Regions from separate parts of the Zea mays genome. Here regions 1 and 3 are each linked to region 2. A link is a contact called in public Hi-C data. All regions are on one chromosome and are shown on one strand. Each heading gives the region's core, a stretch centred on a gene start, on an enhancer-like site or on the middle of the called end of the contact. The rest is flanking DNA. Distances are from core to core; before and after follow the strand shown.

Region 1 (3,637 bases), core at 136-2,635, 330 kb before region 2:
GAAATACCATGTCAACTATTGTAACAAGGAATACAGATGTTTATTGATGAGAACGATATGATTAAGGTCATGCTGAAAGAAGGGAGTATTGAAAACGGGATCTTGCAACAGAGATCAGGAATCTGTGTCACGACCACATAATAATATATAAAAAAATGTCTCGTTAACAATACCAAATTAAGAGTCACTTTATACGGTAAACGTTTTGATTACGTTTTGCCAATCAAAATAATAACTATGAACTCCATGTTCATACTCGTATATTGCTGATAATCCGACAAAGACAGCATTGTGCGCACTATACCACTATACTATGATAAATTTAGTAGTATATCTAACAAAGCTCCTGACCCTTATGCATCGGATTCTACATCTAGTAAAAGTTAAAGCTTCAATCAAGGAATAAAATAGGTTCATCCTAGTAGGTAGGTCAGTTAGGTAAGGGGCACACCAACAGAAAGTGGGGCCCAGTCCCGAGGGGTGGGTGCTGGCCAACTAGATACACTTTACCTAACCAATAATAATTGGTTACCAGTGGGTGGATCCAGGACATCAGCACGGCGCATGCCACTCCACACTGCACTCACACGCAGTGGCTGACGGCATATTCCGGCCTCCGAATCAGAAAGATCTGGCAAGTCCAACCATGCGGAAGCGCAGCCAGCCAGTCAAACGACAGACGCTTGATGCGCTGGGTGCCAGCACAAGCTACCACTTCGTATAGACTATTAATAATAACAAAAAAAATGTGTTGGATCTCGACAGAGCCGCGCGCACGGAGCAGCTGAAATAATAATGATCCGCAAAGCGAAGCCAGTACTAGTCGTCGTCACAGAAGTCAACATGGTCTAAACTAAAATCAAACACACCTCAGATCCAAAACTAAACTGAACTAAACCCCCCTCAGATCCAAACTAAACTAAACCCCGGCAGAACCTCACCAGCGGCCGATTGGAACATAACTATCAGATCTCAACGCGTGGTCGCGTGCCAAGCGAGAGCGAAGCAGTTTGTCCACTCCCAACAGATCCATCGGACCGAGATCCATCGGACCGAGCAGAGCTCAGATCCAGAGCTCTGCTCGGGGGCCAAAACCAGCCCACCCGCATCACCAGATCGACGATGCTCTAGTCCAATAATCGAACCCGGACCTAGCCAGGCCAACCGGATAAGGAGAAAAATGGGCGGGCCAGTCAGACGCTGATCCCGGCAGCGTCGCCAGGCCGATCGGGCGGGGGCCGGGGGGCGGACGGAAGCAGAGCATCGGCCACGCACGTACACACGGATCCCCACAACACCAAGCGCGAAACGATATGAACGAGAGGGGGGCGCCGCGCGCGGTTGCTTACCCGGACGACGGGAGCGGAGGAGACGGCGCAGCGGCGATGATAGGTGAGGAGGAGGAGAGGAGCACGGGAAATGGAAGGGGTTTGGGAGGGCTTATTTATAATCCACTCTCTGGGTTCGTGTGGTTTTGGGGGTGGGGTGGGGTGTGGTGAGGTGGTTGGTGAGATCTGATGGGTGGAGTGGGGTGGGACCCATCTGCTGGCACACTGTTTTTTTATGAAAAGTGTTTTTTTTTTCTCTCGTCGGGGTTGAGTAATTATTTGTGGGGGAAGTTTTACTCTTCAACGCTCGGCTTTAACCGTATTCTCTTTTTCTGCACTGTCCTGAATCATAATTTCTCGTTCGAAAAAAATAGAAGGTAGAAAAATGCATGAATTGGATAGGGATGTATATATATAATAGAATAAAAAACGAAAAATATAGAGAAAGATGCTTAGATGAACCGTGGGGAATATAAGAAACGATGATAGTTTCCTATGCTTAGATGCTCGGCTTTGAGTGGAAGTTTTTACTATAAAATCAAACACAAATAATAGTTTCCTATATTTTTCTTGCTATCAATTTCTTGCATACCAAAGAATGTTGTAGTAATTTGGTATATAGGGATCCTATTTTTTTCTTTGCTTTTCCTACATTCAAAGGGGGCAATCCCACAACGATCATGTGTGTTTTTTTATCTCTCTTATTCGTGCATAATTTCAGTTTTATTCATGTGTATTTCTTGTTCTTGTGTTTTTCAGTCTTGTGTTTCACGTGGATTCTGGCTTACAAACATAGCACTTCTAAAACATTACATGGTTGGGGTCTAGCTTACAAACAGAGCACATCTAAAACATTAAATGGTTGGGCCCTAGCTTACAAACATGGCACATCTAAAATATTACATGGTTAGTATAATCTAAAGTTTGTTTGGATCCAAGGGACTAAAAATACATGCATGATTTTCTTTATAATAATGGAATTCGTATCAAGAAGGCATGTAGGTTAAGGAAATGGCTATCAAGAATGAATTAACCCTTTATTCTTTTTTTTAAGTATACACCTCCCGCGGAAAGAAGAGTATGACAAAAGATATGGAACACGATACAAAAAGGATCTTTATTTATTCTTTCCTTCCTTTATCCCTATCCATACAGAATTTCTCATGAACTAATGCCAAATTCTTTCCATTTATTAATTGCTATAATGAGTGATTTATTCCAATATTAAGTTATTTCGTATTATAGGTCTTGGTGAAATAATGTCAGGTGAATTAGTCGAATTTTGCAAAACCCAAACACCTCGGATAGAGGTAGGAATTTGTCGAACGAACCACACTCCTTCATAGACATCAGGAGTCTCGCCGTTTAAAAGGGAACCATAAAAACGATGGAACCCACTGTTTTTTAGTATCGTTAGAATTTGTTATTTCTATGCGAAATAACAAAATAGAATAAAAAATCGTGGTTGGGAAGGTTTTCGAACACTTTCAATAAAACTCTCTCGTAGAAGTATTTTAACAATGTTTTCAGTAATATTTGTGGATACTATTCGAACAATTCCTTTTTTATTCATGTCTGTGTTTCTTATAGAGGTTAGTAAATCAAGGAAATGATACAATTGGCCAAAATAGATAATGAGGATCATCTCCATATCATTTTGCATTTCTCAACAAATATAATCTGTTTGGCTATTCTAAATGGTTCTTTTTTCTGGGTTCTCTTTTTTTCCTTTTTATTTGTTTCGAAAAAGATATCGTTCGATTCTCCTTCTATTGATACTTTTCCGATTGAGATGTATGGATCCATGTAGCCAAGCTGTTTAAGCCAAACAACCACACCTAACCTTGAGCCTTCAAAACTCAATGCTTGACATTGCTGCTAGGGTAAGTTTGCTTATCAACAACAAAAACAGATCCATACACTGAAGTAGGGGTAGATATGTCATTTGTCAAGCTATTAGCTATTGTTAGCTAGGTTGGGATGGTTAGTAAGAGCAATTCTAGTAGTTTTCTAAATGACTCTCTACAACAATAATTTAGATAGTTAGCATAAAAATACTCTCCAAAAGCTATCTAAATTAACTTCATAAATTTAGTCACTTCTTATCTAACCTTATTTCCTCCCCACATTTAACAACCACTAGTCGGTTACCCGTGCGTTGTGACGGCTCACAACAATACCCACGTAAATTATCCACCAAAAAGATCTCAAGATTTTTTATTGATTGTCTCCGCTCTTTGCATAATATTTTTTATGAACGCACGGGTACCATAGGCAGCAAATCAGAGACCCCCATCCCTCGTCTCCCC
Region 2 (3,840 bases), core at 415-2,914:
AGGTTACTTGGAAACATCTTGTCCAACCAAAGCTAGCGTGTTCTTTCGTTCTTTTCTTTTGCTCGGTCCATGGAGGTGGTGGCACCGGGCGCGGGGTTGTGGAGCTGCAGGCGACAGCGCCGACTGACGGAGAGAGGCCAAGAGGCGCCGGGTGCACCCGGTGTCGGTGGGCCCACTGGCGGGGGCAGCGGTGGCTGGAGCGCTGGGGCGCCGCTGCCGCAGGCGCCGCGCCGTGCAGCGCCTCTCTGAGGCCTGCCGCCACGTCTTCTGGGGCTCCAGCACTGTGCCCAGTCCCGGCGAGGTCTAGCTCCTCCGCCACATGCTCGGTGAGGCTTAGCTCTCTCTCTCTGCCTATCTGTCTGTCAAGTAAGCTTTGTGAGCTTTTGCTACATGGCGCGTCCATGACCCCACTCAAAACAGAGCATTTCGAAAACGATAAAATTTCCGATGATCGACCAGGAACGAATTTGCATGCACGATTGTCATGGACCGGCAAGGCCACCTCGTGCTCTGTTCAATTTCACTAGACAGGGTAGGATAGAAGTAGTCATTAGCACTTGCACTTAGCTGCTCTGCTCACTGAATCTGAATTCCTGTACACAACAACATGCATCGATCGTGCACCTGTTTCATGCATGCGTTTACTAAAACCTAAACTCCTGCTCGTACCAAATTTCAGACAGAATGCGACTAGAGGACGTGGGCCTACGCCCGGACCTAGGGTTCTTCAGGGCTCGATACAAAAAAGCCCGAATTTCTCGGTAGGCAGAATTTTGATAGTGTACTACTGGAGTGCTGAAAAAGCTCGTGTTTTTATCTACCTAACCTTTCCGTACGTTGGCTTTGGCGATGACACTATCAAGTTCGTGTTTTTATATATCTATCTTGCACGTCAAGTCATACGACTGGCTCAACCCTGACCTTGATCCTTCCGCCGCGAACACCACCAGCTCTTCATCCTCTGATGGCCCATGCCGTAAGCTTCTGCCACTGTCGCCGCTCGCCGGCTTGATCATATGTTTCTGTTGTTAACCCCTCTGCAGCAGATAGATAGACATGTGTAACACCTGAAAACCCTATGATATACTTTTAGTAAAGTTCTCCCCGAAGTTTTAAATTAGAATACCTTTCACCATTGGAATTACTTCTCCTAGGATAAGTATGATCTCTAATAAAAAGAGCCCTAAAACGAATTAAGTTATCCCTTTTGTGGAATTTATTTATAAGTAACATCTATGCTTTCTAAAGAGATTAATTTAAAGCATACAAAGGATTATAATTTACCCAAGTACATAGGTAAGGAGTATTCATTTTTTTGTCCTCTAACCTCTAAAGTTTGTCACACCTTCAAATTAATCTTTTTCCTAAGGCAGCATGTGTATATTTAAAAACGTTTGCTTAATTTAAAGAAATAGAATAGTAATATAAATATACATAAAACGAAACCTAAATTTCATGCTGGAGTTTATTGATTGTACATTTAGAAATTTGATACGCAGAACTTGGGACAAATTTGAACCTTGGTGGAAAAATGGAAAACAAAATAAAAACAGAAAAGAGGGAAAAAGTAAAACCCTTATTTGGGCCGAATCCCACCGTTCCCGGCCCAAAACCATCTCTCCAGGCTCCGTGTCGGCCCAACTCCTTGGGACATGCGCTCAGTTGCACTTGCCGAGTAGGGGGACCCGCTGCTTAGCCTCCCGGCGCACCCAGTCACTCATTTGCCCAAAGCTAGCCGCACGCAATTTTGTTCACTGATTTGTAGGGCCATCACGTCAGCTCCGCCTTCTTCGCAGCCGTAACAGAAAAGAGCACCGAGCACTCGACGGAACTCATGTCGAATGCAGATTCCATCGCTTGGTCGAAGTGGGACCCCTCATCGGAACCGAGAGCACCATAGCCTAGGCATGTGAGGATGCCGAGAGATAGGAGAGAGAGGGTGCAGACCGCTACGGTGGATTCGTAGCTTCTCCATCATTTAGGACATATCGAGTGGATTAGGAGCCTCGAAAGATCGTACCGAGCATGTTTGCGGCAGAGACAAGAAAGGGTCGACATTGAAGCAGCCTCGATTGCTCGCTGGAGATTAACCCCCTTGCCGGAGGTGCTAGAATGCATGGGCGGAGTTCCACTAGTACACAGAAGCTCTATAGTGGCGGTTCTAAACATATTTACACTGGCGTTTTTCAGTACCGCCAGTGCTAGGGGTCAGTGGAAATCAGCATTTCCACTGGCGGTTATTTTGGAACCGCCAGTGAAAAGTGCATTTTCACTGGCGGTTTTCTTAACGAACCGCCAGTGAAAAGTGCATTTTCACTGGCGGTTTTCTTAACGAACCGCCAGTGGAAATGCACTTTTCACTGGCGGTTTTCTTTATAAAACCGCCAGTGGAAGTTTTCCCGCCTTTTTTCAAAATTTCAAACAATACTGAATTATATATATATTTATTTACACACACAAACATATATATATATATCTATATTGATATTGAAAGCAACATGAAATTAAATTCTATCATACATTTATATACATCAAAGTATTCTGTTTACAACCATATATGCTTCATGCATTCTATACATCATAAGTTTTCACCTAAGCTCTAATAACTATCTCGGCTAAGAGATAATCTACTAATTTCTGTTAGTATTCTGAACTCTGGCAAAGCTAATGTCCCGGAAGCATCGTGATATTTTCCTTCTGCGGGAATGACCTCTTTCAATATGAATGTGCAGAGGTCCTCGACTATGCCATACAATGCAGCTTCGGTCAAGTTCTCCGGGTTTCCTCGTTGAAATTGCTGTAAAGGAATTTTATAAACATCATCTATTTATACTCAATAATAACACATTTGCATCTTTAATGACATAAATACATACTTAACTATTACTAATAATACCTTGTCAGGGTTCGTGATGTATCGTCCGTTCACTCTCATGAACTCGCACGCATAGAATCCACATAGGACCGATCCTTGTGGTTGCTTGTGGCACTACATAACGGGAGATTGGTTATTTAGTTGCAACATTGTGTATGATATGTATTCATAAAATCACATACTTACCGGCCAGTGATGATGGATGTCTAGTGGCACGAGTTTTTTCGACAGGTCGTACTTTCCACCTCTCATCTTATAGAATCTATAAGCACTGTGATCTCAAATAGAATCACCATGTTATTCTCAAATTTTAATCGATAAAAGTATGCATGCATAGAAAAGGCTTACAGCTCTAAGATGCTGAGGAATGTTGCATATGTCGAAGGGTCGAAGTTCAAGGAGTCGAGCACCAGCACCTTTCCAACCTTAGGATAAATGAGGAAGCATATCCAGTGGTCCCTGTACGAATCAAATTTGTGATGCATGTGTATTGAAATTATTAATTTTATTTATGCAAAATCACACTTACTTAAAGTTGTACGGGGCCATTATGGCTTCCCTGTCTTGAAATTGAAGCATTGCATGTCCTATGTATGTGGCGTATCGAGCTTCAAAATCCTTCTTCATTTCCTTTATACGCTTCTCAACTTCTTCGTCCGTCTTTCCCCTTATTTCATCGTTGTCTTTCCCGATTCTAAAAGTGTGGCTTTCCTCGGATATAAGTATTGGGTTGAGATACCCAACCCTTTTACTGGCACTAGCATTGGGCTTGGTACCGTAAAGAATCTCCTGCTGATCATGTTGCATTCTGCAAGTCACACGTGCATGTCAGATATTGAAATTTTATACAGCTCACTAATAATAACACACATATGTGGAAGTATGAGCGACACTTACAATGCAAACATCGTTACAAGTTGCACGTCGAGTCTCTGAAGGTTCATCATTAACCACATGTCCTCGAA
Region 3 (3,966 bases), core at 844-3,343, 450 kb after region 2:
CGTAACGTGGGCGTCCACAGGTGCGCCATGCCCCCACCCCCGTCTTCCCGCGATGCCCTCGCACCCCGCTACCGCCATCAAGGCTCGTCCTCCCGTGATACCCCCGCTCCCCTGAAATCTCACCCACGGAGTGAAGAGGATGGCAATGGAGACACCGTGCCCCCGCCGGCCCCTGCCCCCGCCCCCGCGATGCCAGCCCTCATGGCCGTCGTGCACGAACCGCTCCCCGCGATGCCTGCCTCATGGCCGTCGTGCATGTCCCGCTCCCCGCGATACCCACCCATGGTCGTCGCGCACGCCACGCTCCCTGCAATGCCCGCCACCACAACATGATACCCGCGAAGCCCCCCCTCCCTCGATCTGCAATTCCGTGCCCTCACCCCGACACGCACTCACCCCGGTCCCGCACCGCCGTACCCTTTCCTCCCTGGACCCCACCCCACATGTCATCACTGCCCCATGCACATCACAACGCCCGCGGCTTCCCTCTGGTATGGGAGCGGAGGAGCCAACCATGTGCGACGCGCAGCTCGGTGGGCGTCATAGGTGGTGGAGGAGGCACCGGAATCACCACCAAGGAGCCCTGGCCACTCGCTCTCACCACGGATGCACCTAATACTTAAAGTTGTTACGTACAACTTTCTAGGCTTGTATTCTCTCTTCCGTGTTGAAGACCTTAAGATCTTGATGGTCGTGTTACATATCATAACCCCTGTAAGGTTTTATTCAAATCCTTGCATATGTGATACTACATCTCGCAAGGACAAACCATGGCATTAGCTTCTTCTGAAAGTACCTATAGCGATGCAATAGAGTGAAACTCATAATTATCTTATAGGGCTTACAAGGTGACTTGAACGATGTCTAGGTCATTGCACCACAATAATTTATGCATGTCATGGAAATCTATGATAAATTGAACACCTTTGGCCAAATTGAATGCTTTCACCTAAACATTTGTAACAAAGGAGCACATGTCTCCTTTCGTCGCTTCAATGTAACACTGATGGACGAAGCTCCTTATTTCCCATGACTCCACTACGAATGACCCAAGGTCAACATGAACTTGTCGTGCTCATAGTTTTCTAGGCGATCACTCAAAAGGGTCCATTTAACCGGTGACAACATCCTGTTGAGTGGCTTCAGAGTGAAAAACTATGTTAATATCTCTTCACATGTTGGATTATGGCTATGGTTGCAAGAAGTATAACTTTCATACTCAATTGAGCTTTTGAACTATGGGCTAGTTTCTTGACTACTTGATTGTGTCGGTGTAGTTTATAGTAGTTGAGAACACCTAGATGGGGGTGAATAGGTGGTCCTGCAAAAAATAACTTAAACAACACAAACTTGGTCTAATAATTAAGTTAGTGTAAACTAAAACCAAGTTTAAGTGAGAAGAAGAGAGAAAAATTCACTTCACTTATTGGTCTTCCAAGATACTAGCAACGGTGCAATAATAAAGCCTAGCAGCAGGCGCTCTGGACTCTATGTCTATTACCGATGGACGTTTGGTCGATTTGGGCCACGATGCAGAGTTGTGAACCGCAAAAATCTCTTTCGCCGGCCCAACGTAATCGTGCATTCGTCGGAAATTGGAGCATGACTTGACGCAAGGACCAAGCAAAGAATCACCAGCAGCTTCGGTAGCACGCGTGTGCCGGGAGGCTGGTGGCAAATAGCATTGTTGTGTGTGTTTATAAGATTTATGAAATTTATAGCATCCCAGATATACTTGTTCACAGGGGCTTTGGCATATGTGTTGACAAATCACAAATTACGTTACCGCAATCACTAGATCCACTCCATTTCCTCTCGTCAGCAGATTAGATATGAAGAACGTGATTCTCGATTCCCTTCACGGAAGCACGACAGATAAACACATAATATAGGGTTGGACTCTTGGCCTTTTTCTTCTCTGTATTATAAGAGAATGTACTAGTTTTTTATATAGAGACGTGAGACCCTCAAAAATAAAACCGGTAATTATCCATGTAAACCTTCGTCAGCGTTTGTTAACAATACGGTGGTCTAACCGATTGAAGATCCAATAGGCACTGCGCAGATGAAGGCCGGCCCAGGTCGACAAGCCTCGTCCCATTTTACCAACCAACTTCCGAGCATAATGAGAAAGAATGAGGACGGTTTATAGGATTGTGTATAGGCCCATTAGATAATGATGAGAAGCCCAGTGGACTAAAATAGAGTTTTAGTTTCCATATTTAATAATAATTTAGAGACTAAAATAAAATAAAGTGATAAAAAATTAATTCGTAGGAACCAAACACCTCTTAGGTGGTGTTTAAATACACTAAAGATAATAGTTAGTGACTAAAATTAGCTGCAGACATCTAAATACTTTAGCTAATAGTTCAGCTATTAGCTATTTTTAGTAAATTAGTTAATTTCACTAACAAATTTTTAACCAACTAACTTTTAGCTCTAGTACATTCAAACACCTCTTAGTCCCTAAATTATCAAATACATAAACAAAAACTCCGTATTTTTTAAATTTAAGGATTAAAATGGAATAAAATGAATAAAAACCAAACACCTTCTTAGTGTTGCTGCTGATGGCTGTGCGCTGTCCATGACAAGCCCCCTACTACCGGTGAACTCTGCATCAGTAAGCTGAGCTCTAGGCGCCGATAAGCCTCCGTTCATTCAAACAGCAAGAAGATTCAAGTTGACAAGGCTCATTTTTTCAGTCGATGTGATTGAAAAGGGGAAATCTACTGTTTTGATCTGTCTGAAGCGAGCAGATACAACCTTTGGTCAGAACGTAATTATCGCTATCGCTGATCTACGAGAAGCACCGAAAGTGGAGAAGGCTTCAGAATGAAAGGTTGAGGTTGAGGAATATGAGGATGGCAAAATCAAGCATACAGTCATAGCTGGGTCAAGAAACCATCAAGCAAACAAAGGCAAGACAAAAGGTGGCGGCGGCACTACAGATGCCAGCTCCTGATGAGCATTTGGCTTCAACAGAGTGGCAGACAAATGTCTCCAACCAAAAGTACAAACTACTGTAGGGATTAAGCAGCAGCAACATGGTGCTCAGCTGTAAGTAAACCCACCTGCAAGTAAGTTCCAACTGAGACTAGTGACGGCTACTGACTGACAATTAAAGCAAAGGTAAAAGGGTAGGTAATCTGCAGCTATCCTGTCATGTGTGCTATGTTCTCAGATGTGAGGCGACGATGGGTTAATGGCGGTGAGGTGAGGTGAGGCAAAACTTCAGTGGTCATCTGTCCATTTATAAGAACTCGTCAGTAGGTGGGGGTCGCCAGGACCAGCTCAGTGCCAACCTCGCCACCTCCAGCTCCGGCGTCGAGCTTCAGCGCCTTGGCACCGCACGGTCCTGATGACGACGACGACGACGTGTCCTGTGGCAGCAACAATGGCCAGGCACAGGTCAGTCATCTTAACGATCATGTGTGCCATTGTTCATTTTATCCGTGGCACGAGCTAGCGATGTGGCAAGACTGGGTTTTTTTTTAACAGGAAGCACGGCGCTAAGGAGGACAAGCTCACCATGTGCCGGAGCTGCATGTTGAAGTCGCCCACGACCATGGTTGTTGACGGCAGAGGCTGGACCTGGCTCGGCGAGGCTGGTGAGGGGAGGAGCTGGAGCTTGGGAGATGCGGTGGTGGACGAGGCAGACGTCGGCGTGGGGAGACCATCGACCTGTAGGTACTCCTCCATGGACGGTAGCGCGAGGCTATCGATCATGGTGTCGAAGTCAGTGACGATCAGATCCGCACCCGGTGTCAGCGGCTCCGGCAGGTCCCCAGGGCTGCCAGCCGTAGCGCCACTGGAAGTAGCAGACCTAGGCCACTGGCATGCTCCCTCCCGCACGCAGATACGTTTCCTCAGCACCATCTTCTCGTCACCATAGGCACTGTGGTTGCTGCTGAAGCTGCCATCGAAGGCATCAGCGCCGGCCAGCTGGTCGCCTGCACACAC

What was found. Hi-C and Micro-C count contacts between places; a contact is called where the count stands out from the background.
Region 1: a Hi-C map of bundle sheath shows a contact between it and region 2, with 2.3 times the contacts expected there. The contact joins the promoter of LOC541942 here to the enhancer-like site in region 2. A contact is called at or near these places in 4 of 25 Hi-C or Micro-C datasets (bundle sheath, ear, leaf and 1 more).
Region 3: a Hi-C map of leaf shows a contact between it and region 2, with 2.9 times the contacts expected there. The contact joins two enhancer-like sites. A contact is called at or near these places in 3 of 25 Hi-C or Micro-C datasets (leaf, root tip and tassel).

What each region holds. Positions count from the first base shown.
Region 1 is chr1:180,904,540-180,908,176 of Zm-B73-REFERENCE-NAM-5.0, reverse strand. LOC541942 reads right to left here and starts at 1,385. Exons shown (of 13, transcript NM_001319775.1): 1 at 1,350-1,385.
Region 2 is chr1:180,570,970-180,574,809 of Zm-B73-REFERENCE-NAM-5.0, reverse strand. No RefSeq gene overlaps it. Among protein-coding and RNA genes, the nearest start is that of LOC111590781, 92 kb to the right of the region's middle. Within about 2 kb of position 1,664, at least 16 of the 20 cell types and tissues checked have an H3K27ac peak or open chromatin away from gene starts, as enhancers often do. A contact at or near this core is called in bundle sheath, ear, leaf and 1 more, where this site is marked.
Region 3 is chr1:180,120,673-180,124,638 of Zm-B73-REFERENCE-NAM-5.0, reverse strand. It overlaps LOC103640625 (Protein DYAD), which reads right to left. Exons shown (of 7, transcript XM_008664066.3): 6 at 3,535-3,966; 7 at 3,014-3,386. The coding sequence ends at 3,270. Among protein-coding and RNA genes, the nearest start is that of LOC103640625, 5.3 kb to the right of the region's middle. Within about 2 kb of position 2,093, at least 15 of the 20 cell types and tissues checked have an H3K27ac peak or open chromatin away from gene starts, as enhancers often do. A contact at or near this core is called in leaf and tassel, where this site is marked.